2 separate regions of the Sus scrofa genome follow, and region 1 is linked to region 2. A link is a contact called in public Hi-C data. All regions are on one chromosome and are shown on one strand. Each heading gives the region's core, a stretch centred on a gene start, on an enhancer-like site or on the middle of the called end of the contact. The rest is flanking DNA. Distances are from core to core; before and after follow the strand shown.

Region 1 (7,694 bases), core at 366-2,865, 1.1 Mb after region 2:
CACAGAGTCCCTCCCTCTACCCAGCAAATCCTAAAGATCAATAATAGATAATGAAAGGATAATATAAGACCCTAATTTTTTTTCCCTTTTTTGCCTTTTAGGGCTGCACTCAGGGCATACAGAAGTTCCCAAGTTAGGGGTGGAATCAGAGATGCAGCTGCCAGCCTACACCACAGTCACAGCCATGCAGGATCCCAGCCACGCATGCCATCTAGTCCACAGCTCAGGGCAACCAAGGATCCTTAACTCACTGAGTGAGGCCGGGAATTGAACTCGCGTCCTCGTGGATACTAGCTGGGTTCTTTAGCGCCAAGCCACAACAGGAACTCCCAATTTTTTAATTTTAAAATTAACAGCAAATTTCCAAAAAAACTTGATAAAACTTTCAGATTGAAACCCAAACTACAGTACTAAAGAGTATATATTTCAAATTTTCTTAATGTCAGAAATACTGAATTATGTTTATAACGTAATTACTGTTAAAACTCCAAGTATGAAAGATTTGGATCACTACTGTCTCCAAGCAGCTGGACGTGTACAGAGGTGCTATTAATCTATTAGTTGGAAAATTAAGTAGCTGGCATTATGATAGTACTGTGTGTACAGTACTATTTTTTTAAGCCCATCATTTGCATTTGATTACATGGACCATCTGTAACTGCCTGTGAATCATATGAGGACATTTACCGAACATTTGTCAAGTAGCAAAATGTTTAGCATAGAAGAGTTGACACATAATAGCCTTCATGTTTCACTAAATCAACTTTAGAAGCCAGGCTATAGGTACAACCCACAGACGTGTAGTCTTTAGAAAAATATGATTTGATTAAAGAATACCGCCTCAGCCCAAGCCTTCAGTGGGTAGACCAAAAGGTCTTTTATGACCAGCGAGGTGACTTTGCTTCACCGTCTTTTCCATGAAACTGTTCTGTTGGGGTTGGGGAGGTAGGGGGTTCAAAAAGTCCTGAGAAAAGAAGAGGAAGGAGATACAGCTGAAAAAGTGGGAGCAGAGGGTCGTGATGAATCGGTGGCTGGGCACTTGCCTAGGAGGAACAAACGCGAAATCACTACCCAGACTATGGTTAGCGAAGGAGTCGGGGCGCCTTTCACTGGACGCCTTCGCGCCACCTGTCAGACCGGAGGTGTCAACGGGAATGCAGGGGGGTCGGTGAAGGTACCCCGTGCTCCGGAAGAAGGCTGCGGACAGGCGGGTCTCTGCCCGCCAGGTGTTCTAACGGGGCGGAGGCGGAGGGAGGGCAGGGCAGGAAGGAGGGAGTGCTAGTCCCCGCTTTCCGAGGTCTCTGGAACCGAGCAAGGAGGCAAAGGTGGAATAGGGGGCAGCTACTGCGTGCCCCTCCCCTGAGCCTCTCAGCTCCTCCCTCCAGGCACGTGACTAAGCCGGCGGGTGCCCTGCTCAAGCAGCGTAGCTCGCTCTGTTTCTTCCCTCCCGCCGCTGTGCCCTTCTTCTCCCGGGTTCCCATCCCTCCGTTCTCCCCCACCTCCTTCTCATGCCCCAATAACAGCTCGAGCTGCAAAGCGCCCGCCCCTCCGCCCTTTTCTTCGCTTGCTCATTGGCTGAGACTTCAAGGACGCGGCCCGAGGGCGGGTGGCAGCCATTGGTGGGATGAGCAATCCGAGTTCCCGGATGAGGGAACATTCTGCAGTATAAAGGGAGCGGGGAAGGCGGGAGACAGCGCAGTTTGAATCGCGGTGCGACGGAGGAGTAGGCGGCGGGATCTCGCTTGGTGACTGACTAGTCCTTTCTCTGCCTTGCTTGTTTGAGCTTCAGCAGAATTCGAAATGGTAAACTTCGCGGAGGCGCTCGAAGACTACGCGGGTTTTTGCCGGCAGGAGAAAAACCCGTTACACACGGAGATGGGGGTGAAGCGGTGACGGTTGGGAACGCGCGGAGAGAGGATGTGGAAGAGCGGGGGGAGGTGTTTTGTCGGCGGCGAGCGGAGCAGCCTCCGATCTCGCGGCGGGCGGCGACGGTTGGGTGGCGCGCGCAGCGCCGCTGGGAGCCGGAGGGCGGTGAGCGGGCGGCCTGAAGCGCGCGGCCGCGGCGGGCGCGCAGCGGGGGGCAGGCGGGCGGGGTCGCCCTTGCGGCGCGCGGCGGGCCGGAGACCCCGGCTGGGCACCGGGCCCCGCTCGCGCCCGGGCCGCCCCGCGGTGGGGGAGGGGCGCGCCGCCTTGGTAATCCTGTATTCTGCGTTCCTTCTTCGCTCGCGGGCGTGTGCGCGCCGCAGGCTGGCGGTAAGGCTGGGAAGGACTCCGGAAAGGCCAAGACAAAGGCGGTTTCCCGCTCGCAGAGAGCCGGTTTGCAGGTCAGTGGGGGTTTCTGCTGTCTGGGAATCGCGGCGTTTTTCTCTCCTTTTTCTCTGTTTATCATTGCACTAGATGAGCTTTTGGTCTTTGCGTGGTGATGGTGTCGGGACTTGGTTTACCGATACAATAAATATTGGGGAAGGGGGGGCGATCACGTGTGGCGATGCTAGGGCGCGTTGCTGCATCAGCCTCCGTGCCCCTTGCTTTGGCGCGCGTATAATTTGACCATTTTTGGCTCCTCTATCTTTGTGCATTTGTGTTTGTGTATGCGAAAAATGAAGTTTCCGGTGGGCCGTATTCATCGACACCTGAAATCTAGGACGACCAGCCATGGACGTGTGGGCGCGACTGCCGCTGTGTACAGCGCAGCCATCCTGGAGTACCTCACCGCAGAGGTAAATGGGTGTACGCCTGTAATCTGGAAAAGGTGGTGGGGGGAGGCGGTGAGAGGGAAGGAGGAAAGTGATGCAAGAAAACTCCCAGGCTCTGAACGCGGTGAGAAGCTTCTGACAACGCTAGAGGGGGCTGGTGTTCATTTTGGGTTCCTCCTGAGCTTGAGTTGACTGCTTTAGGAAATAAAATTGCGTGTCCCCTTTATAGCTTTTGCATATCTTGCCATTCAGGTAGTGGGGGGAGACGGCAGTTGGTAGATACACGTTCACGAAGGTTTGATTCTTCTGGATCTTGATCCTAAGGAAAGTTGGCAGGAGATTGATTAGATTCTGTCTTCTAGGTACTTGAATTGGCAGGAAATGCATCAAAAGACTTGAAGGTAAAGCGTATTACTCCTCGTCACTTGCAACTTGCTATTCGTGGAGATGAAGAATTGGATTCTCTCATCAAGGCTACAATCGCTGGTGGTGGTATGTAAATACTAAAAATTTTTTAATTTCTTTAGATAATTCTTTACTTTTTTCCCCCACTAGAAGAGGACACTTAGTGTTATTTTCAGTGATCTGTAGTATGGTTGCATCATGAAAATTGATTCCTGTATATAACTTAGTGAATTTTTACTTCTGCATACTCTGGCCTCACATTTAAAGACTTCTTCGAAGTTGAACGTTAAACTGTCATGGTTTTGAAGTCCTGTGTTAATTTTCAAAATAATGTATATTTAAAAGTATCCCTTTCCTCCCCTAGGTGTCATTCCACACATCCACAAATCTCTCATTGGGAAGAAAGGACAACAGAAGACTGTCTAAAGGATGCCTGGATTCCTTATTATCTCAGGACTCTAAATACTCTAACAGCTGTCCAGTGTTGGTGATTCCAATGGACTGTATCTCTGTGAAAAACACAATTTTGCCTTTTTGTAATTCTATTTGAGCAAGTTGGAAGTTTAATTAGCTTTCCAACCAACCAAATTTCTGCATTCGAGTCTTAACCATATTTAAGTGTTACTGTGGCTTCAAAGAAGCTATTGATTCTGAAGTAGTGGGTTTTGATTGAGTTGACTGTTTTTAAAAAACTGTTTGGATTTTAATTGTGATGCAGAAGTTATAGTAACAAACATTTGGTTTTGTACAGACATTATTTCCACTTCGGTGGATAAGCTCAATAAAGGTCATATCCCAAACTAGTTGTGTATTAAATTCACTTGATTATGATGGGAACAACTTTTGTTTTGAATAACTATCTTATCCAGCAATAACTTAATAAGCACGTTTCTTACCTTGAAATTAAAATGTTAATTTTGTAGATCAACAAACCTCGAAGGCTAAAGCATATATATATTTTTTAATGCTATGAGATGAACTATTAAAGATTTTAAAACTTCAGTAGGAGCTTGGAACTGGACAAGGTGATGTTTTTTAGGTTAAATTTGATCATCTCAATTTGTCGCTGCACTTGCTGTTTGTGACAGCAGCACTACATCCAGAGCACTGTCATGGACTGGGGCAGGTAGGGAAGTTCTGTATATTGCTACCTCCACAGAAGGTACTTTCAGTATAAACAGTGAAGTGTTTCCTGTGTTCTCCCACTGTTTCAAAGGCTACCTGGATTAAACTGTTCAGTATGCACCATCTAATCCCGTTTTTACAGAAAAGAATCAAGGTTGGAGTTCCCCTGTGGAATAGCAGATTAAAGGTCCCGTGTTGTCACTGCAGGGGCTCCAGTGGCTGCTGTGGTGGGGGTTTGGTCACTGCCCTGGGGAACTTCTACATGCCTTGGACTCACCAAAAAAGAATCAGGGTTTCTCTGAAAGTCCTGAGTTGATCATATTTGCTGTCATGGCTGTCTTTACTGAACATTGTATGAAACGATTATTTTGTGGTTAAGTTGATTGGATCGTTTTGACATGACACTTGGCTTCTGACAAGTTCTTAGTTTTTGAAACTCGGATTAGGTCATTACAAGGCTCATCCTGCACACGGAGACCAGTATGACAGGTATAGCATTTCACAGGGGTAATGTGAAAAAAGAGTAGGGAGAAAACCAGCAAATAGATACATGATGGTAATACATTCCCAACGAGCTGATTCCTTCCTCGTTTTGGTCATGTAGGATTATTAGGGTTCCGGTTTTTCGCCAGAGTAAAGGCAAACTGCAAATTGTGTTTACTTTAACTCCCGGATGTACTAAGGAGATGGTTTTACTGCAGCTGGGTCAGGAAAGTGCTGAAAGAGGCAATGAAACAAGCCCTGAGTTAGGGTCGAAAGGCCCTCTACTGTGTCCCAGTACACCTGTGCCGGAAGCGCAGCCCTCACCTGACCGAATCCTCCCCAGGCTGAGGGGGGCCCTGAGGCGGGGCCTTCGACCTCTGGGAATTTTCCTGAAAGCGAACATGCCCACCCCGATCCGTAGCCCGGCCGCTAGGAAAACCGGCGGCCGCCGACGCGGGCCACCACGGGAGGTCAGAGGGCGCGGCGCAGTCCGGGCGGCCGGGTCCCCGCCCCGGTGGAACCCCCGGCGGGCAGCAGGCCTGGCATCTCCCGCCCCCGCGCCGTCCAGGTTGGTCAGCTCCGAGCCTGCTGGCGCCCCGCACGGACCGCCGAGTCGGCAGGGACAGCCAAGCCCTGGAGCTCTGTCCGGGGGCCGCGAAGGATGCAGCTCGCGCGGTAGTTGCCCGCGGGGGGCGGGGAGGCCGCCGTGAGGAGGCGGAGCTGCGAGCCCGCCAGTGCGCCCGGGCCTCGCCGCCGCCGCCGCGGTCTCCTGCGCTCCTCCCCGTTCGCCTCCGCACGCCCCCGTCCCCGGCCGGCCTCGCCTCCACGGCGGCGGCGGCTTCCGCCCCTCGTAGCTGCGCTCCCGCAGGAAACGGAAGAAGGCGCAAGCCATGGAGGGGAACCGGGACGAGGCGGAGAAATGTGTCGAGATCGCCCGGGAGGCCCTGAACGCCGGCAACCGCGAGAAGGCCCAGCGCTTCCTGCAGAAGGCCGAGAAGCTCTACCCGCTGCCCTCGGCCCGCGGTGAGGCCCTCGCTCTCCCTTTCCTCCCCGCCCGGCCCCCAGGCCGCCGCGCAGCCCGCTCTCGCCCCCACCCTCGGCCCTCCGGGAGCCAGCGGGGCTCCCGGCCTGCCCGACCCCGCGGCGGGGCCCCCGGGAGCAGCATCCCGACACACCCCCGCCCCGGCCCTGACTGCCCCCGGCCGAGCCCGCCCTGGGCCGCCCCGCCACGGGCCGCCCGAGACGCCCTCCTCACCTGCCTGCGAGATGCCCGCTCGCCGCCGACACGCAGGAGTTGCCGGTTCCCTGGTCGGTTTTCGTACTGTCCAGCTGTCATTCTCCCAGGAGACTCGCCGGGTTGTGTCTTCGCAGAGTGGGGCTTTCTGTCTGGGTGTTTGGTTGTGTGGCGCCCACCCTTCTCATCCTCACCCCCAAGTAAGGCCTAGGCCCCTAATGAGGTGAGAGGAACCGGGAACTCTAGTGGCTAATGTACAGGTCCCTGGTTCCACCGCCTCTAGGGTAGAAAACACTGTGCCCAAAGCAAACATTTTCGAATACTTGAGATGACATTGCTTTTCCCTGGGAGGGAGTTCGTTTAGAAGAGAGGAGCACCAATTTGGCAAAAATGATGGAGTCAGTAACCATTTGCTAAAGAGTATCCGTTGTTATAGCACCGTAATTGTAGACAAATGAGATACAGGTTTAGGAAGAGAGTACTGGACTGCCCTTAGTCGAATTCCTTCTGTTCCCATCCTGCTCTCTAGGCTTTAAAATCTTTAAAATAATTATAGCCAACATTTATTGAGCACTTACTTAAAGTACCTAGGGTTTTATATGAATTATTTACTCCTCGGAACAATCCTAGGATTCATTTGGCCAGGCTTACTCATATGGAAACAGACTTTTTGATGAATGAATGATGGATGAACGAAAACATACCCAAGGTCACACGGTAATTAGTGGCAAAGTCGGAATAGACTTGAGCTCTCTAGCTCCAAAAACCACTACCCTCCATTGCCTGGCCTATAGGGTACTGTTTCACTTGAGGTTCAAGGCATTTCCAGATTAAGAAAATTATCAGTAAGTCAGAAAGAAGGTGGGGCTACTTGTTTCATTGTTGTTTTCTTAATTTTTTTTCTACATTGTTGAAGCTTTACTTTTCTCTGTCCTTTCTGTTACATTGCTGTTGAGGACTGTACCAGGGAGGACAGGAGAGGGAAATGAAATTAAATAATAATTATTTTGTTAAATGTTGCAAAACTGTGAAATTTTTCAACTTAACCATTTTTAAGTGTACAGTTGAGTAGTGTTAACCGCTTTCACATTGTGGTACGACAAATCTCCAGAATTTTCACCTGACAAAATTGAAACTATCCCAATTAAATAGTTGCCCATTTTCCCCACCCACCCAGCTCCTGGCAACCACCATCATACTTTCAAAAATTTGACTACTTTGAATACCTTATATAAGTGGAATCATACAGAATTTGCCCTTTTGACTTTCTTTTTTAACTTAGCATAATGTTTTTGAAATTTATCCATGTTGTAGCATAAATATAATGGGAGTTCCTTTTTTTTTTTTTTTTTTTTGTCTTTTTGTCTTTTTGTTGTTGTTGTTGTTGTTGTTGTTGCTATCTCTTGGGCCGCTTCCGCGGCATATGGAGGTTCCCAGGCTAGGGGTTGAATCGGAGCTGTAGCCACCGGCCTACGCCAGAGCCACAGCAACGCGGGATTCGAGCCGCGTCTGCAACCTACACCACAGCTCACGGCAACGCCGGATTGTTAACCCACTGAGCAAGGGCAGGGACCGAACCCGCAACCTCATGGTTCCTAGTCGGATTCGTTAACCACTGCGCCACGACGGGAGGGAGTTCCTTTTTAAAGGCTGCGTAATAGTCCCTTTCGTGTATATACCACGTTTTCAATATCCATTCATCATCTACTAAGAGATTGTTGTTTCTGTATCTTGGCTATTGTGAATAATGC
Region 2 (6,709 bases), core at 1,697-4,196:
AATTGCAGTAACATCTTAGAAAATGTAAATTCCAAGTGTAAGGTAATCTGTGGTAATATAATCAAGGATTGCTTGGGCATTCTGAAAAAAAAAAAAAGGTTGGTAACAGATAGTGGGAAATCTGAAAAAAAAAATCTACATTAAAAAAAAAAGGAAGATTTGGCTATTTCAGTAGGCCAGTTATGTGGGTATGACTAGTCTCAGTTAATATGCTGCTATCTAGTTTTCCTTAGAGTTCAGTTTTGATTAAGAAGATGATCCTGTGTTGCAACAGTGTGGAACCATACACATGCATTAAAGACACCTGATGATAATAAGATGTGTTGTAAAGTATTATGATTCACAACATTTTTTTCCCACACATACCTCAGCTAGGAGGTGTCCCAGACTCCTAGCGGACTGAAGGGTGTGCCTGAAAGGTGTGCCTGCATTTCCTATTTGCATCATAAAACCTTTCTATGGTGCTGACATTTGGAGCTTTCTGATCCTGGTTCAAAGGTTTGTTTGTGTGTGTGCGTTTTAACACTGGAGAAGTGTGTCCCAATAACAGTGGCAACTGCATCTCTGTTTGCAAGATGTGGGAAAGAACACTGCGGCACTGGAAGTCAGCATCCCTGGACGTGGTTTCCTGATCTTGCCACAAGCAGGCCCTCTTCTTCACCCACAGGTCTTGGCATCCCTTCCTCGCTGTGTGCCATCTGGCCAGGGACCAACTTCCCAAATCTGCCTTAGCAACAAGCTCTGCTCGTGCTCAGGAGGCTGTTTTCAACAACCCCTTCCTGAGGAAATACACTGGCCCCTCAGAGCTCATATTTTTATGACAGTTCTACTGGACTAGGCTTTCCTATGCGCAAGGGCCATTTTCAAATACTCCCCACCCCCACTCCACACAAATTACCTATTACAGCATCTGGCATATAAAAAGAGCATGATACATATTTATTGAATGTACTGTCTGCCTAGTTACTACAAAACTGTCCCAGGTTCTGAATTGGGCAGCAGAATTAGGAGCCAGTGGCAGTCTCTCTGAGCCAGGGACATACCCAGAATGGTCTCCTTTTGCTAAAAGGCCTCCTTAGAGGCTCACCTGCCTCCTAGTGTGAGCTCCTATTCCTTGCAGGCCACACTGCTGAAGCCACACTCGAGGGTCAGCAGTCAATTCGTAAAACTCCTTTTTGAGTTTGTACTGTAATTCCTTGGTGCTGAGCTTGGTTGGGGAGAGGTGCTGGGTGAGGTGACCTTCTTGCAGAGGGAGACCTGCTCTTCATTCTGTGGCCCTGCAGGAAGGTCAGAAGGGAGCACTTTGGCCACTGCCACTATTTAGCCTCCCACGACTCCCATTCTCTCCTTCACACTCTTTCCAACGGCGGGGGCGGGTGCAGAGTGGGGCCCGCTTTGGGCTTCAGGGCCCTGCAGGTATGAGGAGCAGCAAGTGGGTATCAGGTGATCAAAGGAGAGGGGAAAGGAGATGTGGTGTCACCAATTCTAACCAGTGGCTGGGTGCTTAGTGTCAACATGGAAAAACCAACCCTCTCCGGTGTTTTTTCCAACTCCCCCGCCCCCCATTTCTCCCTGGAGACGGTTGGGCAGCCCTAGGTGACCCAAAGTTGCCTGGGGTCTCTTGGACTCCGGTCCTCACCCTCGGTGGACAGTCTGCTCCAGCGTCCTAGAGCTCCCAGCACGCTCTGCCAAGTCTTCGGGCCGCAACGCTCCAGAGCGGCCCCTCCTCGGAAGGTGTGGATGCACAAGTGGGAAACATAAATGACCACCACACGGTCCCCTACAAAAACCCAGATAGCAAAACAACCGTAAACACATCACAGGCTGAGCCCGTCTCCCCAAGGTAAGTCCTTTATTCGTCGCCGTTTTGGCGATTCTCTCTGGACAGCTGCGGCAGCGACAGCAGCTGTGCGGTGGGCCCCGGAGGTCCCCGCGATCTTCCTTCCTCCGCCCTCTCTGTCGCTTCTCACCCCCACCCCCTTCCCTCCTCTCTCCGCCTCCTCTCTTCTTGCCCTCTCGCGGGCCACGCACACACCCGGAGACACCCTCCGCACTTGGCTACTCACACACTGCGGCTCGACCCAGCCGACGAGGCACGGTTGCCAAAGCGGCCCGGGGTGTATGGGGTGTGTGTGCGGGGTGCCGGGGAGGAGGCCAAATCGGGCTGAGGGTGGCATAGTAGGGCCTCTCTCCTCCCAACCGCGACCCCTGCCCATTCTCCTTCCCTAACCCCGGCCTGCCAGCAACAGTGACACCTGAGCGGGGACTGGTTGGTGGAGGCGACAGGCCCACAGGACTGGCAACCAGGAGAAAACAGAGCAGGGGGCGGGGACGAAGAGGAGGAGCGGGAGGCGGGACCCACGAGGAGGTCGCCACTGGCGGTGAGTGACGCACACGCTAGCCAATAAGCGACCGCTGACCCAACGTCTGGGCGGGGAGCCAGGGGGCGGGCTCCGCGAGGAGGAGGAGGCTGCTGGGGCGATAGAGGCGGGGGCCGGGAGGAGGAAGGGGAGGAGGCGGGAGCGGTGGCGGCGGCGGCGGAGGAGGCGGCAGCGGTGGAGGGTAGGTTGCGCCCCGGACTGTGTCTGCCGAGCTCCACGGCTGTGCCTGTGTGAGTGGAGGAGCGGCGCTGGGAGGCAGAGGCGGGCACGGGCGAGCACGGCGGCGGGACGTCTCTGGCGGCCGCGGATCAGCGGCAGCGGTCGGTGTGGGGAAGCAGCGGCAGTAACAGCGGCAGCAGCAGCAGCGGCGTCCGCCTCTCAGCCGCCGGGGACGCTGAGGCGCGGCTGGTGGCATTGACATCGGCGGCCCTGCCTCTCTCTCTCGCCCCCGGCCCTCCCCATGTGATCGGTCTTAATCCCGGCAGTGTGCGCGCGTGGGGATCCATTCCGCTGTGCCTGATCTCCGTGCCAGGGTGGGTGCTCGTGTGTGCGCTTCCCCTCCCCATCCCCCTTCCCCCAAGAATAAAAGAAGAACCGAGAGGCGTGCTTTGAAAATAAATAAATAACCACCACACACGCGCAGCCCGGAGCAGAGTCGGAGGGGCTGGCGGCGGTGGAGGAGGAGTGAAGGCGGCGGCGGCGGAGGAGGAGGGACGCGCGGAGAAGGCAGTAACTTTAAAGCCAGCTCAGAGCCCAGACCTCCAGCCAAGCGGTTTGCAGCGCGGCGGCGGCGGCGGCGTTGAGTGTTGGCCCGCCAGTCCGGTCGGGGTGTGCAGTAGGACGGACGAGCAGCGCGTCGCTGTCCCCCGGCGGCTGGAGATGTCCGAGCCCAAGGCAATTGATCCCAAGTTGTCGACGACCGACAGGGTGGTGAAAGGTAAGCGGCGCGCCGCGGTCGCCCGGGTGCACCGGGTGCCGCAGGCACCCGGGCGGCTTCCTCCCCTCCCCCCGCCCTAGGCTCTCTCCCTGCTCCAGCCACGGACCTTCTAGGATATTGTGCAACCCTCGAACCCCCCTCTCTCGCGCGCCCTTCCCCCACGCTTCCCACCCAGCCCACTTGGGGCATTTTTATTTACGGGGGCGTCAGTTGGCAAATGGCTGAGCCAAGGGGAGGCGGTGGCGGGGGTGGCGGTGGCGGTGGCGGGAGGGGGCGCCCGGGGGGTGGTTGCTGGTAGGGTGTAGCTGCTGTGACAGAAATAGGAAGTGGGTGGCTGCTCGCAGGCTTGCGTGGGATCGGGTTTATGGTTTTCTCTTGCAGAGGGAGGGGTGATTTATGGCTTTTAAAAAATTAATATGGCATTTTTATGTGGCGGTGGCTTTCCACCGCCTGCCTCGCTCGGGCAGGATTCTCTCGGCGCTCCATTGCAGCAATTCCCTCCGCGCCCCCTCCCCCTCCCCCGAAAGGGCCTGCACAGGACTCGCGAGAGAGCGGGAGAGCGTGGGGGGAGCCCGGTGCTTCCTTCCGCGCGGGGCGGGGGCGACCGCAGGGAGGGGGCGGCCGGGGGGGGGCATGGGGGGCGCGGGGGCGGGGAACGACCGGAGAGCCCCAAGCCGCCGCCCTGGGATTCCCCCGCAGGCCCTGAGAAAGACACGAAAAGCTGTTCCCCAACCTCCCTCGCCACCCTCAGCCTTACCCCGCCGACCTGTCATTGCTCTTGAATCGTGCCCCGCTGGAGCACACCTCCCCGATGGTAACCTCACCCTGCCTGCTTCTTCCTTGCCCCTGGCACCCGCTTGTTAATGGGCTATTTGATTCCGTTCATTGGCTCTTCTCCGCCCCGGGATCACAGACTCCGGGCGGCGATGGCTCTGGGATCCCAAACAGCAGCCGGGATGCGTGGGGTGAGGAAGGGGACAGGTAGTGGTCTCTAAGCTAGCACAGGGGAATCCGCAGTCTTCGTTGTATTCTTTGGTGGACTGGGGAGGAACTGTACTATGAATCCTGGAAAGATGAGGCAGCGGAGTTGATACGCCAGGATTAAGTAGTATTCCTCATTCCTGGGGTCAGGACACTGAGCGGAGCAGGGATGGGCATGGGCTACTTGGAGCGGGCCTCTGAAATTGGAAACAGCGCTGGCTGGTGTAGAAGGAGAGAGTGAATGTGTATGCCTGTGTTGTGTGTACAACAGAGTATCTAATGTGGCCTGAGCATGCAAGTAGAGTGCAGAGCAATGAAGTCTTTTGCACCGTGAGCATTTAGGTGAAGTAACCCAGCAATCTAAAGACCATGCATGATGCCTAAGTCTTTCTGGGGCTTCAGAACTATTCATTGCTCCTTTCAGGTGTGTTCAGTTTTTATAGTGTGTGTGTGTTCTCTTGTTTTGGTTCTCTTAGAACTATTCCTGCTTCAGTGCAGTATTCATAGACTCATTAAAATAAGGAGTTAATATCTTTGCAAGAACCACTTGAAATAGGTTTATTTGGTTCATTTGGTTTATTTATAACCAAATGCACAGCTATTGGTTATCCAGGCACGGATTCTCCCGTTAAGAGTCAATTAAAATTCATTCAAAAGAACTTTTATGTTAATGGCCTCTGTTGACATTTTGAAAAATTAAGACCTTTTGCAGAAATATCAGAGGATCACATATCTCCCTAATGTGTGAAGTTTAGGTGTAACTCTGATCTGTATGTTAAGATCATCTTTTTTCAGAATACTTGGTATAAAGCTTACAATTCAAATGATAGCAGTAAATATGTCAGCAATTGGAAAACCCATGTATGTATACATAAAGTCAGTTCTCTGTTTTAAATCACATGGTATGGCTTCTTAATGTAAATGTTAAAATTGTCACCAAGTGAAGAATGTGAAAATAAGTTTTCATACATTCTGGCTTGGTATCTTTACCACTTGACGTGAAGGAGCCCATTCAACCATTCCATGGCTATTTTGTCTTGCCTTTTTTTCCCCAGTACTGTATTATATGTATTATCATAACTGGCTTTTTATGATATATACACAGAATCACTCATAATTCAAAAAATTTGGTTTATTTTTCCGGAACTGAAATGCAGATGGATTTAATAGACTCAAAGTAGGAGGAGTTAATTTTGCATATGTTTTGATAGGAATCTCGATGTGAAATTTTGTTTACACAAGAAAGTTTAATAAAACTTTATCGGTAGATGAATCCTGATTTTTAAGGTGGGCATACTACCACTATTCCTCTTGTGCTTTCTTATAGATTTTATGTTGTTGGCTTGAGGCATTATTAAATGTTAGAGTCAACCTTTTGTTATCTGTATGATTTTTATAATTAATTGAGATGATAATCAATTTTAATTATCAGTCTTCTGTAAAATAGAATTTCCACTTAAATATGTGTGTATATGTTTAGTGAGTAGAAAGTACATATTGGCTGAATGGAAAACAGATTACCAAACAATTTTTCACATTTACAAAAATTAGGTAAGGCATAATTCATGAAGCTATGACTTTACTCTAAATTTTGTTAGAACTTTCTCTCCATGATCTGAGAGTGACTCATTTTTTTAATGTAGGCAAGGGAAATTTTTGTACTCCTTAAGTGTTCTTTTCTTATAAAATAGGAGTAAAATTTGCTTACACATAGAATTAAGAGGAATCTGGATCATCATTACTGTGGCAGGCCGTGGCATTTGTTTACAGTGATTTCATTAGTGTGACCTGGCTTTTGTTGTAAAACAAACTGCTGTTTACAAATAAAGTTGTGCTTGTGGTTTTGTTTGTAGTAAAGCGATGGTGTGACGGCTTTCTTAATTTGTATTTCCAGAACACAACTTTAGAAAGTCAGGTAGGTTGAGGTTTAGTCTCAACTAACTGTGTAATTTTTCAGATTTTTCTGCATCTTCCTGAGTGTGTTCCCGGACCCTGGTCAGTTTTTAAACCTTCAAAATGGAAGAGAATGGCAGTACTGGAGAGGAAAAGTATTCATTTATATAATGTCAGAAAGAAAATTACTTGATCTGGGAAAACTGGGGCTGCTTCATTTTGACTGTTCTCAGATGAAAATGATGGAAAGTAGAAAATTTCAGAGAAAACATCTTGGTAGTGCCATGTGTTGGAAATCAGAATAATTTGATCCACTTACTGTTTATATATATTTTAAAAGAAATGCATACCTATAAGGCAGAAAGACCAGGGCAATAAATAGAGGAACAACTGTTTCCCCTTCTCCCCTCGATACACCCAACAGTCTCTTTCTTCTCTTCAGTGGTGCTCCGCAGGCCTTGTTCCAAACTCTGGCTTCCCTTCACGTCTCCCTGCCTGTTCCTGCCTTTAACTCTTT

What was found. A called contact is a pair of places that touch in the nucleus more often than the background predicts.
Region 1: a contact with region 2 is called in a Hi-C map of retroperitoneal adipose tissue, with 1.5 times the contacts expected there. The contact joins the promoter of H2AFZ here to the promoter of LOC110261963 in region 2. A contact is called at or near these places in 3 of 47 Hi-C or Micro-C datasets (heart right ventricle, liver and retroperitoneal adipose tissue).

The regions. Positions count from the first base shown.
Region 1 is chr8:120,562,137-120,569,830 of Sscrofa11.1, forward strand. It overlaps H2AFZ (H2A histone family, member Z), which reads left to right and starts at 1,616. Exons shown (of 5, transcript NM_001123122.1): 1 at 1,616-1,803; 2 at 2,247-2,324; 3 at 2,607-2,720; 4 at 3,059-3,188; 5 at 3,466-3,887. The coding sequence starts at 1,801. The coding sequence ends at 3,527. It overlaps DNAJB14 (dnaJ homolog subfamily B member 14), which reads left to right and starts at 5,259. Exons shown (of 8, transcript XM_021101721.1): 1 at 5,259-5,732. The coding sequence starts at 5,600.
Region 2 is chr8:119,426,714-119,433,422 of Sscrofa11.1, forward strand. LOC110261963 reads right to left here and starts at 2,947. Exons shown (of 4, transcript XM_021100550.1): 1 at 2,730-2,947; 2 at 2,067-2,675; 3 at 1,640-1,780; 4 at 1,287-1,410. The coding sequence starts at 2,947. The coding sequence ends at 1,350. PPP3CA (protein phosphatase 3 catalytic subunit alpha) reads left to right here and starts at 3,194. Exons shown (of 13, transcript NM_214128.1): 1 at 3,194-3,318. The coding sequence starts at 3,261.